Regions from separate parts of the Rattus norvegicus genome. Here region 1 is linked to region 2. A link is a contact called in public HiChIP or PLAC-seq data. All regions are on one chromosome and are shown on one strand. The core of a region is the stretch at or near the end of the contact, and the rest is flanking DNA. Distances in the headings are between cores, read along the strand shown. Region 1 has its middle 120 kb from the start of Ccnd2. Region 2 holds the start of Ccnd2 (cyclin D2).

Region 1 (4,574 bases), core at 1,364-3,863, 120 kb after region 2:
GCAGGTCAGGTGAAGTAGGTGGAAGCAGGAGGACCAAGAGTTCAAAGCCAGCCTGAGATACATGTGGAGTCTCAGCCTCAAAACAACACCAAACATCAAACAAATAAAACAACTTTGTTTTCCTCAACAGATAGCATACGCTGACCATGTAGCAAATGACTTTGTACTTAGTACATGAACGAATGATTGAAATGAATGAATGAAGAAGAAGGGTGACTACTAGGTGAGCTGGAGATGGCTACCAAGGTCATGGTCAAGGTGGGCAAGGACTCAGAAGCACTCGGGAGTTTGTAGTATGACTTACAAGTTAAGCAGATGAACTTCGGAGTCAGGTGGGCTTAACTCTGACTTCTGTCACTGAGAAGTGCTATTGTCTGGGTTAAGGTGCTTACCCTCTCTGTGTGTCCAAAGTGGATAAACTCTGCTTCGAGGCAGGGCCTATTATAATGATTAAATAGAGTGATTTGTGCAAGCATTTGTCAGAGACAGATAAAAATGATTGGTAGATGGGGGAGGAGTGCTCTTTTGACAGTGTCATTCCACTCTGGCCCTGTGACCATCAATACTGTCATCTTAATAGAGACATCCTGGAACCCCACCTGTCAGGATCTCTTGGGTTCTGAAACAGACAGTAGCCGCCTGCCTGCTATGTGGTGGCTGGGTGGGGTTGTTTCTATCGAAAGCTAATGTGGGGGTAGGAAGGACAGTAGCTGGACCGTTGGTTTATTTTGAGGTTGCAAGACCTTCCATCTCTTGCCATCTCTTCCCACAAGCTCCCCTGGCACTAGGGTGAGGGAGCCGAAGCCTGGCCACCAGATGTTTCCTCTTTTTCATTGTTGGTGGGCACCTTGGGGATGTGGGGGATGGGAGAGGGAGGAAGCGAAGGCAGGGGAGATTCCTTACTGGAAGCCCATGGCTCTTCACTTAGGGTTTGATGCTCTCCTGAAATCATAAGACATCCTGATGGATGTGTATTGCACGGCCAAAGCAATTTCCAGTCAAGGAAAACCAGGGCCATTAAGGTGAGGTGGCCTATTTTCTGGAGGAACCTCTTGGCAGGGAACTTGAGGGATGGTGCCACCTCCCCGCTTCTGTTCAACCTGATGAAGAATAACCCTGGATGGAAAAACATAAATATAACTCTCCTCGTTGCCCCTCTGTCTGTCTGTCTGTCTGTCTACCTGTGCACGCACATACATGTCCATCCAATCCATGTACGGAAACCCGAGATCTGAAGTAGCTTGTCAGGAATAAATAGTTTCTCCTCCTTATTGTTCGAGACAGTTTCTGTCACTGAGCCTGAAGCTCACTGGTTCATCTGCACTGGCTGGTCACCAAGCCTCAGGATCCACCTGTCTCTACCCCACCCTCTAACATCGGGGTCACCCCATTTCTGTGTTGGGTGCTGGGATGGGAACATGGATCCTCATGCTTGTGCAAGAAGCATCACCTGCTGAGCCATTGCCCCAGATCTCCAAAATAGCGCTTGAAGTTGTCTTGAGCAGCACAACAGATAGCACTCTAGAAATTCCTGACATCAGAAGGCCATCGGATCATCAGTGGGCCGAAGTTATTAGTACTCATCAAAGCCCTTCCCACACTCCCTGAGAGGCCGTCATGAGTAAGAATTGTCATAAAGACGCAGGATCAGCAAAGACTGAGGTTTTCTGGGGCGTCAATAAGGGACGTGGCCTATAGGTGGGGAAAGTACCTCAGTGCCCTGCCACCTGCTGTGCCCAGCAAGGGCCCTTGGCTGTGGTGGCAGGTGCACCACCTTCAAAGCTGCTGTGAGGTCATGGACGTTCACTAAGCATTTCTTGACTGAGATCCAAGAGACAAATATTGGGGTGTCTGGGAGTTTCACATCCCCTGCTCTCTCCCGTGAACCCTTTCGAGGACTTTGGATAAATCATGCTCCTGTCCTCATCCAAATGGCTGCAGTGACTCTGGGAGCGAGTGCAGCTGAGCAGGTGCTTGGCTGTTTGTGTTGGGCTTCCCAGAGCCCTGCAGGGTCATGAACTTTTACCCAGGGGAAGGCCTATGTTTAGCGTCAGATGGTTCCATTGGGTCAAACCTCTACCTCCTTCACAGCTGAGCAGCTCCTAGGGGCTAATTTTACCACCCCAAGCCGGAGGGGCTGGAATAGAGGGCTGCTAGGAGAGAGAGAGACAGAGACAGAGACAGAGAGACAGAGAGAGGAGAGACAGAGAGACAGACAGAGACTCAGCTAAAAGAGAGCTTGCAGGCTTGAGGAAGTGGGATGCTGCTTTTTGCATGAATCTATCTTTTTTTTTTTTTTTTCGTTTTTTTGGCAAACCACAGACCAGCTACACATTTTTTGGCAGTTTCCTGAGGATAAGCTTCGTATTTTGAGACAGGAGAAAAAAAAAGGAAGAGTGGGAGTCTGGGAAGAGATGAGACAGAAAGTAGTTGTTCGCTCTCCCATGAGCGGACAGCACACACACACACACACACACACACACACACACACACACACACACACACACACACACACGACTCCTGGCAATAAGGAAGTGAGAGTAGATCTTTTTCATGAATGGGCTCAGCTCAGTCTTGCTGAACTTCCGCTCTCCCATTCACCAGCATTCAAATTTCACCTTCTGACCATCCAAGACAGCTGGCTGCCGGCCCAGGCGCTGGGAGCTGTTTGAGATCATCCTCCTGCCCACAGGAAACTGGGCGCTAACAAGAACCTTCCTTCCTGAGCTGCCGAATCCAAAGTGACCGGGATGTTTCCGGAATACCGACCTGAGGGGCACTGGCCGCTGGACGCCCCTGGACGGTCCCTCCCCGCACCGCCCCCCTCCCCCCCCACTTTCCCCAGGACTTTGCTCATCTCTGGGGAAGCTCAGAAATTCCAGCATGCTCCTGGAGGAAACGCTTCTGCAGGCAACTGTGAAGGGCGCTGACTCTCTGGGTCCCTTCATGCCTGCCTTGCAATTAAGCCAGGGGAAATGACAGCTAACATTCTGAATGGGACACCTCCCGGCCCATCCCGTGGGGCACTGGGGCAGTTCACTGTGTTGTGGCCTGCCGGTGTACCCCTCTTTTTCATCAGCTGGGAGCTGCACAAAAAGCAGGTAGCTATGGGCACTTGGGTCCCTGGAAATCTCCCTGAGGATTTATTGCAAGGGTTGCCTGTATGTCCATGCAGTGGGAAAGCCGCCTGGAGGGCCTTGTCTTATTTTGCGGGTCCTCAGTCTTCTATTTTTTGAAGGGACGATCACAAAACACTCCCCCAGCAGAGTTACTACAAACACTAAATGACCCAAAGAAAAAGACTCGGTTTCTTTTTCTTTTTTTTTTTTTTATTAACTTGAGTGTTTCTTATTTACATTTCGAGTGTTATTCCCTTTCCCGGTTTCCAAGCAAACATCCCCCTAATCCCTCCCCCTCCCCTTCTTTATGGGTGTTCCCCTCCCCACCCTCCCCCCATTACTGCCCTCCCCCAACAATCACGTTCACTGGGGGTTCAGTCTTAGCAGGACCAAGGGCTTCCCCTACCACTGGTGATCTTACTAGAATATTCGTTGCTACCTATGAGGTCAGAGTCCAGGGTCAGTCCATGTATAGTCTTTAGGTAGTGGCTTAGTCCCTGGAAGCTCTGGTTGATTGGCATTGTTGTTCATAAGGGGTATCGAGCTCCTTCAAGCTCTTCGAGTAAAGACTCGGTTTCTAAGGCAGAGCGATGCTGGCCACCAGCAGAGCGGTTGCCAATATTGAGAGAGAATGATGGCTTTCAGCAGTGGTGGGTGTTATAGATGCATGGCCAGAAGGGGGCGTGTTGGTTACCTTTCTGCTGCTATGACAAAATGCCCTGACAAAAGCAATTTAAGGAAGGAAGGATTGGTTGCAGTGTACAACCAATCCATCAGGGCGGGGAAGTGGGAAACTTGGGCCAAGTGATCACATCACACCCCCAAAGTCAGAGAACAGAAAGCCAGGTGGATGAATGCTGTGTTTGGCTTGATGTCTCCTTTTTATTCAGCCCAGGACCCAGACCAGGGAATGGTTGACACCCACCCTCAACTTCCCACCTCAACTTGATGAAGAACATGCCTCACAGTCAGGCGAAGAGGCTCGCCTAATCTATGTCATCCCTCACAGGTGTGCCTAGAGGCTTGCTTCCTCTGGGATTTCAGAGTCTGTCAAAATGACCATCGTCACAGGAGGAAGACAGTGAACAGGCGAGGCAGACATGACCTTTGACTTGGAAACAAAGAAAGACTGGATCCAGTCTTTGGGAAGACTCTTGGTCTAGAAGAAGGGAACATTCTGAAGGTCTTCTCAGCCATGCCCCTGCCTCCTGGTTGTAACACACGAGAGTCTAGGAATGTCTAGAATTCATCTAACATTGCTCTGCCTTAGAAATGGAATATCTTGCTTTGGGTCATTTAATGTTTGCAGTAACTCTGCTGGGGAGTGTTTTATGATCATCCCTTTAAAAAGTAGAAGACTGAGGACCAGCAAAGTAAGAAAGGTGCAAAGACACTGGGGCAGCATGAGGGTTTTCTCCATTCCCTGCCTTCTCTTCTGTAGCCCCTCGTAGTGGA
Region 2 (4,130 bases), core at 500-2,999:
TGTGTGTGTGTGTGTGTGTGTGTGTGTGTGTGTGTAGGGGGAGGGGGAAGAGTAGAAAGGATAGTAAGAATAAAGGTGAGAACTCTGGGGTAAATCCGAAGAGCCTTTGGGGCTCGGGTATTCTGACAAGGCTGAGAAAGGTGATGAACTAAAGCCTCCACAAACCCCAAGGCAAAGCCCAGAGCCGCCGCCGCCTGCCGCTCCTTCTGGCTCACTTCTCAGCATTCTAACTCACTCTCTTTTTTGGATTTCGTCATCTTTTCAAAAAATCAATAAAAATATTCTGGAAGCTCCGAGAGTCTACTTCTTGGTCTCATTCGGATCCCCAGATCCTATTCTACCATTCCCGACAATTGAAAAAAATATCCAGGGTGGTCTCGGCGGCCCAGGGGCCGCTGTTTGGTGGGTGGGTGGAGAAGAGAGGGGGAGGGAAGAGGAGGAAGCGCGCCTCAGCCGCCACAGTTGGAGTCGGAGCAGGGGGGACAGTTTCAAAAAATTATTAAAAATCGAGGAAAAAGTCTAGAAACGTTCTATGGACCTGAAAACCCCAGAGACATTCCAGGCTGCTGGAATAGAGGTTTCGGATGTCCGTAAGGTCCGTATCTCCACCCCAGGGGCTCTGGATCACAGTGGGGAAACTTGCAGAGTGTTCGGCTGCGGCCCACAGGGCAGTAGCTAGGAAGACTGTGCCCCGCTGGGGGTTGGGTGAGACGAAACCAGGGAACCCCCTTAAGGAGGCATGCGGGACTCTGACTTCTCATTTGGGGGTGCCCCCTAGCCCGCTCTACACACCTCCTCCCCCGCTTCCTACCCCACCCAAATCTGCGCGCTGAAGAAGCAGCCAAACTGTAAGTAACCTTGGTGAACTGAGGGCTGGGAAAGAGGGCACGGCCAGAAAGAGATGGCCCAGGATCGTGGGGTGCGGGGGGGCAGGGGAGTCGGCGAATATTGCCAGTCCTTGTAATTGGTGTTTGCAAAGCAACATGGCGAAACCACCGCAGGTCCAGAGCTGTGCATACGTGGGCACCCTGCTCTCTCGGCAAAGATTGCAAGCGAGGCTAAAGCAGCGGTTCTTTCAGATTCCCCTAAACGCACGTTTGTTTTTTTTTTTTTTTCCAGTGTGACTTCCGGGGCTCTCCTGAATTCCCTGTTTCTCCCCCACCCCCACCTCCCGCCAAAGTGCCAACGCGGAGTCCTTACCACACGCAGGGGACCTAAGACTCGGACGGTTTGCCCCAACCTTGGAAGTGGGGGGGGGTCTTTAAATGTTTGTATGGATTGTTAGGTCTCAACACCCTCACGGAAGGCAGCCTTCCACACCACAGGTCAGAAATGGGGATGGGAAGACGAAGAAGCCACATGCAGGCACACGCGCGCGGGATGCCACCCCCGGGGTGGGGGGGAGACATCTTCGCCTCACCCACGTTTTCCTCCACTAGTTAATCTAGCAAGGGACAGGATTAGCGTCTCGCCCAAGGGTGCGGGGCTACCTCGCGCACGAGCTCCCGGAGGCCCGCGCAGGGGTAGTCCTCTCGCAGTTTGTCGCCCGCACACCTACCTCTAGCATCCAGGTAGCCACCATCCTGCGCATGTACGGCTGGATGTCCTTCTGCACGCACTTGAAATAGGAACACTGCGGGAGGTAGCGCTCCTCGATAGTCAACAGGTTCTGCAGGACGCGGTCTTCCAGCAGGTTGCGGTCCGGCACGGCCCTGCGGACCGGGTCCACCTCACAGCACAGCAGCTCCATAGCTAGCCGGTCACCACTCGGTCCCGACTGTAAAATTTTATTATTATTTTTTTTGGAGGTGGGAGGTGCTTCCCTTACCTCCTTCCTTTGGCTGAATGCGAGATTTGGGAGAGGAAAGAAATGGCAAAGAGAGAGGGAGAGAGGGAGAGAAGAGTGGAAGGTGGGCGAGCAGAGCCTCAAGGGCTGCCTGACTCGCACCAATCCTTCCCTCTGAACTGCTTCGCTCTCTTCAGCTCGCTCTCCTCTCTCTGAGGCAGTGACGCAAGCTGGAAGGGCAGTTAGATCTCCTCCCCCTCTCAGGTTCCTCCTCCCCCTTTCCTCCCCTCTCCTGGCGTCCCTCCCCTCCTTTCAATCTTTCCCTCCCTCTTTCCCTTTTCTCCCCCCCCCCTTGTTATTAAGGAGCACAGCAGCTGGCCTGACCAAACTTCAAACACGATTCCCCGCTCCCCACCCCCAACCCCTCTCCCTAGTTCTCCTAGTATCCAGCCCCGCATGCTAGGGGCCCCGGATAGGGGAACCCTCAAAACCCACGGATTCCTATTGATTCTCTATCCTTTCTGACATTCTGTAGGCATACCATGGGGGAATGGGGGGGGTGCACTTAACTTCGGAGGCTTGCAATACGATCAGGAAAATAGCCCACTATTCAAGATTCAGGTAGATTGATTTAACATGTGGATGAACTCCCATAACGTAAAAGTAGACCCCTGAAGGAAGAATAAGGGAAGGCTGATTTGAGAAAATTACAACTTCGCAAACTTAGGGACAAAGGTTATTCCCCTGAGGCTTAGACTCCTGATAACTTTCAAGCTGTTTTTCGGTCCCCGAGCCACGTGCGTGGAAAGGAAGAGGAGGAAGGCGTGGATGTTGGAGGAAAGGGGTGCTTCTCAAGCCTGGTAGAATATGACCCTCGTGCGGAAACTTTCCTGTTCTTGGGGGCGCCATTGGACAACGCGGCCAGTCGCTCAGGGCCGCTGCAGGCCGGGGGGCAGGGCTAGCAGCGGTTCCTCTGCGGGCCTCGGCCACGCAGGAAAAGCCCGCTTCCTCGCCCCTGCATCTGCTGACAAGCCGCCCTAGGTGTCTGCACGGAGCGTGGCCACACTGATACAGCTTTCTAGGAAATGGCTCGGGAGGGGCCAGGGAGGGGGAGAGGGAGGGTTTAGGTTTGGCTCTCTTTGCGCCAGCATGGCCACCCTTCCTCCTCCCCCCCGCACCCCCCTCCCCGGGACTCCAGAGTCCTGCACCCTTCAATCCCCGACCCCGCGGGGGTTCGCGCCTCATTTTTCCGCCTGGATTTTGGGTCGGCTCTGACATGTGCTTTAAAGCATCCTGTGGTCAAGACTGTTTACAGAGGGGGACACGTTGGCGTTTCCTCACCTCCTTCCTGCTCCCACCCTGCCTTTAACTGTATTCCACTTGGGGAGGAAGGGGCGAGGACCCCAGCGCCCCCCGCATGGTGGCCACGCTGGCACGTGCAGTGCAGATAGCATGGCGTGAGTTGCACCTCTCTGGGCACACAGAGGGCCACTGAGACCCTCCTTTCTTAAGAACCAGGGCCCAACAGGGACGCCTAAGGCTAGCGGAGGCTGGGGGTGGGGGGCGCTGGCATGCTGTGGGAGCAACACCCGTGGGCTCTCGGAAAGGCCGGGGAGGGGAGGCAATAAAGGCGAGGTGCAAGCGATTAACTGCGGCCCTGAGCCAGCCCCTTTAAACGAGGGTGGGGCGGAAGGGGTGGGCGGGAGGAGGGGATATCACTTTAAAAGGGTGAGTAAGAGTTTGGGGCGCCGTCTCCCCTCCCTCTATTTGCATAGCCAATAGCTCTGGGGCTCCTGCTACTGCGCGCTGATTGTTACCGGGCAGATTACTTTTTTTTTTTTTTTTTCCAGTAGGACGCCTTCCCCGCTACATCAAAAGGAAACCCGGGGAGGGCGGAGGGAGAGCAGGGACCCGGGCGGGCTAGCCCGGCACAGGGGCCCGGGCTCCTCGGACCCTATCAATGGCAGCGGGAATTAGTATCCAATCTACTGCATGTAAAGAAAGGGGAGGGAAGGGGCGGGCGAGGAAAATGTCTAATTGCAATGGGAGCCATTAGCTTTCGGAGGTGGGGGGAACTCATTGAAAAACCCAAGTTGCAAATTTAAGACGAAGCAGTCCTGCGCCCAAGAGGATGCTTGTTTAGTGCTCTCTGTCCACCACCTGTTGGTTTTAATCAAGATGGGCTTCCCGAACAGAGGTTTTGGTGTTATCCTGCACAAATATGTGAATTTACCCTTTAAGACTTCATAAAGAAATGACTCAAAACTTCCCCAAGGCCACCTCGGAGGAGCAGATCTGACACCGCTCCTACACAGGAGCGCAAAATACGGGGCGTCAGAAATGT

What was found. HiChIP or PLAC-seq counts read pairs in DNA pulled down with a chosen protein or histone mark.
Region 1: a contact with region 2 is called in an H3K27ac HiChIP or PLAC-seq map of oligodendrocytes, with 7 times the contacts expected there. The contact joins the enhancer-like site here to the promoter of Ccnd2 in region 2. A contact is called at or near these places in 5 of 12 Hi-C or Micro-C datasets (the Rat2 cell line, Schwann cells, liver and 1 more) and 1 of 1 datasets of contacts at active chromatin or transcription factors (oligodendrocytes).

The regions. Positions count from the first base shown.
Region 1 is chr4:161,793,513-161,798,086 of GRCr8, forward strand. No RefSeq gene overlaps it. Among named protein-coding and RNA genes, the nearest start is that of Ccnd2, 120 kb to the left of the region's middle. Within about 2 kb of position 2,614, at least 16 of the 93 cell types and tissues checked have an H3K27ac peak or open chromatin away from gene starts, as enhancers often do.
Region 2 is chr4:161,673,673-161,677,802 of GRCr8, forward strand. It overlaps Ccnd2 (cyclin D2), which reads right to left and starts at 1,750. Exons shown (of 5, transcript NM_022267.2): 1 at 1,559-1,750. The coding sequence starts at 1,750.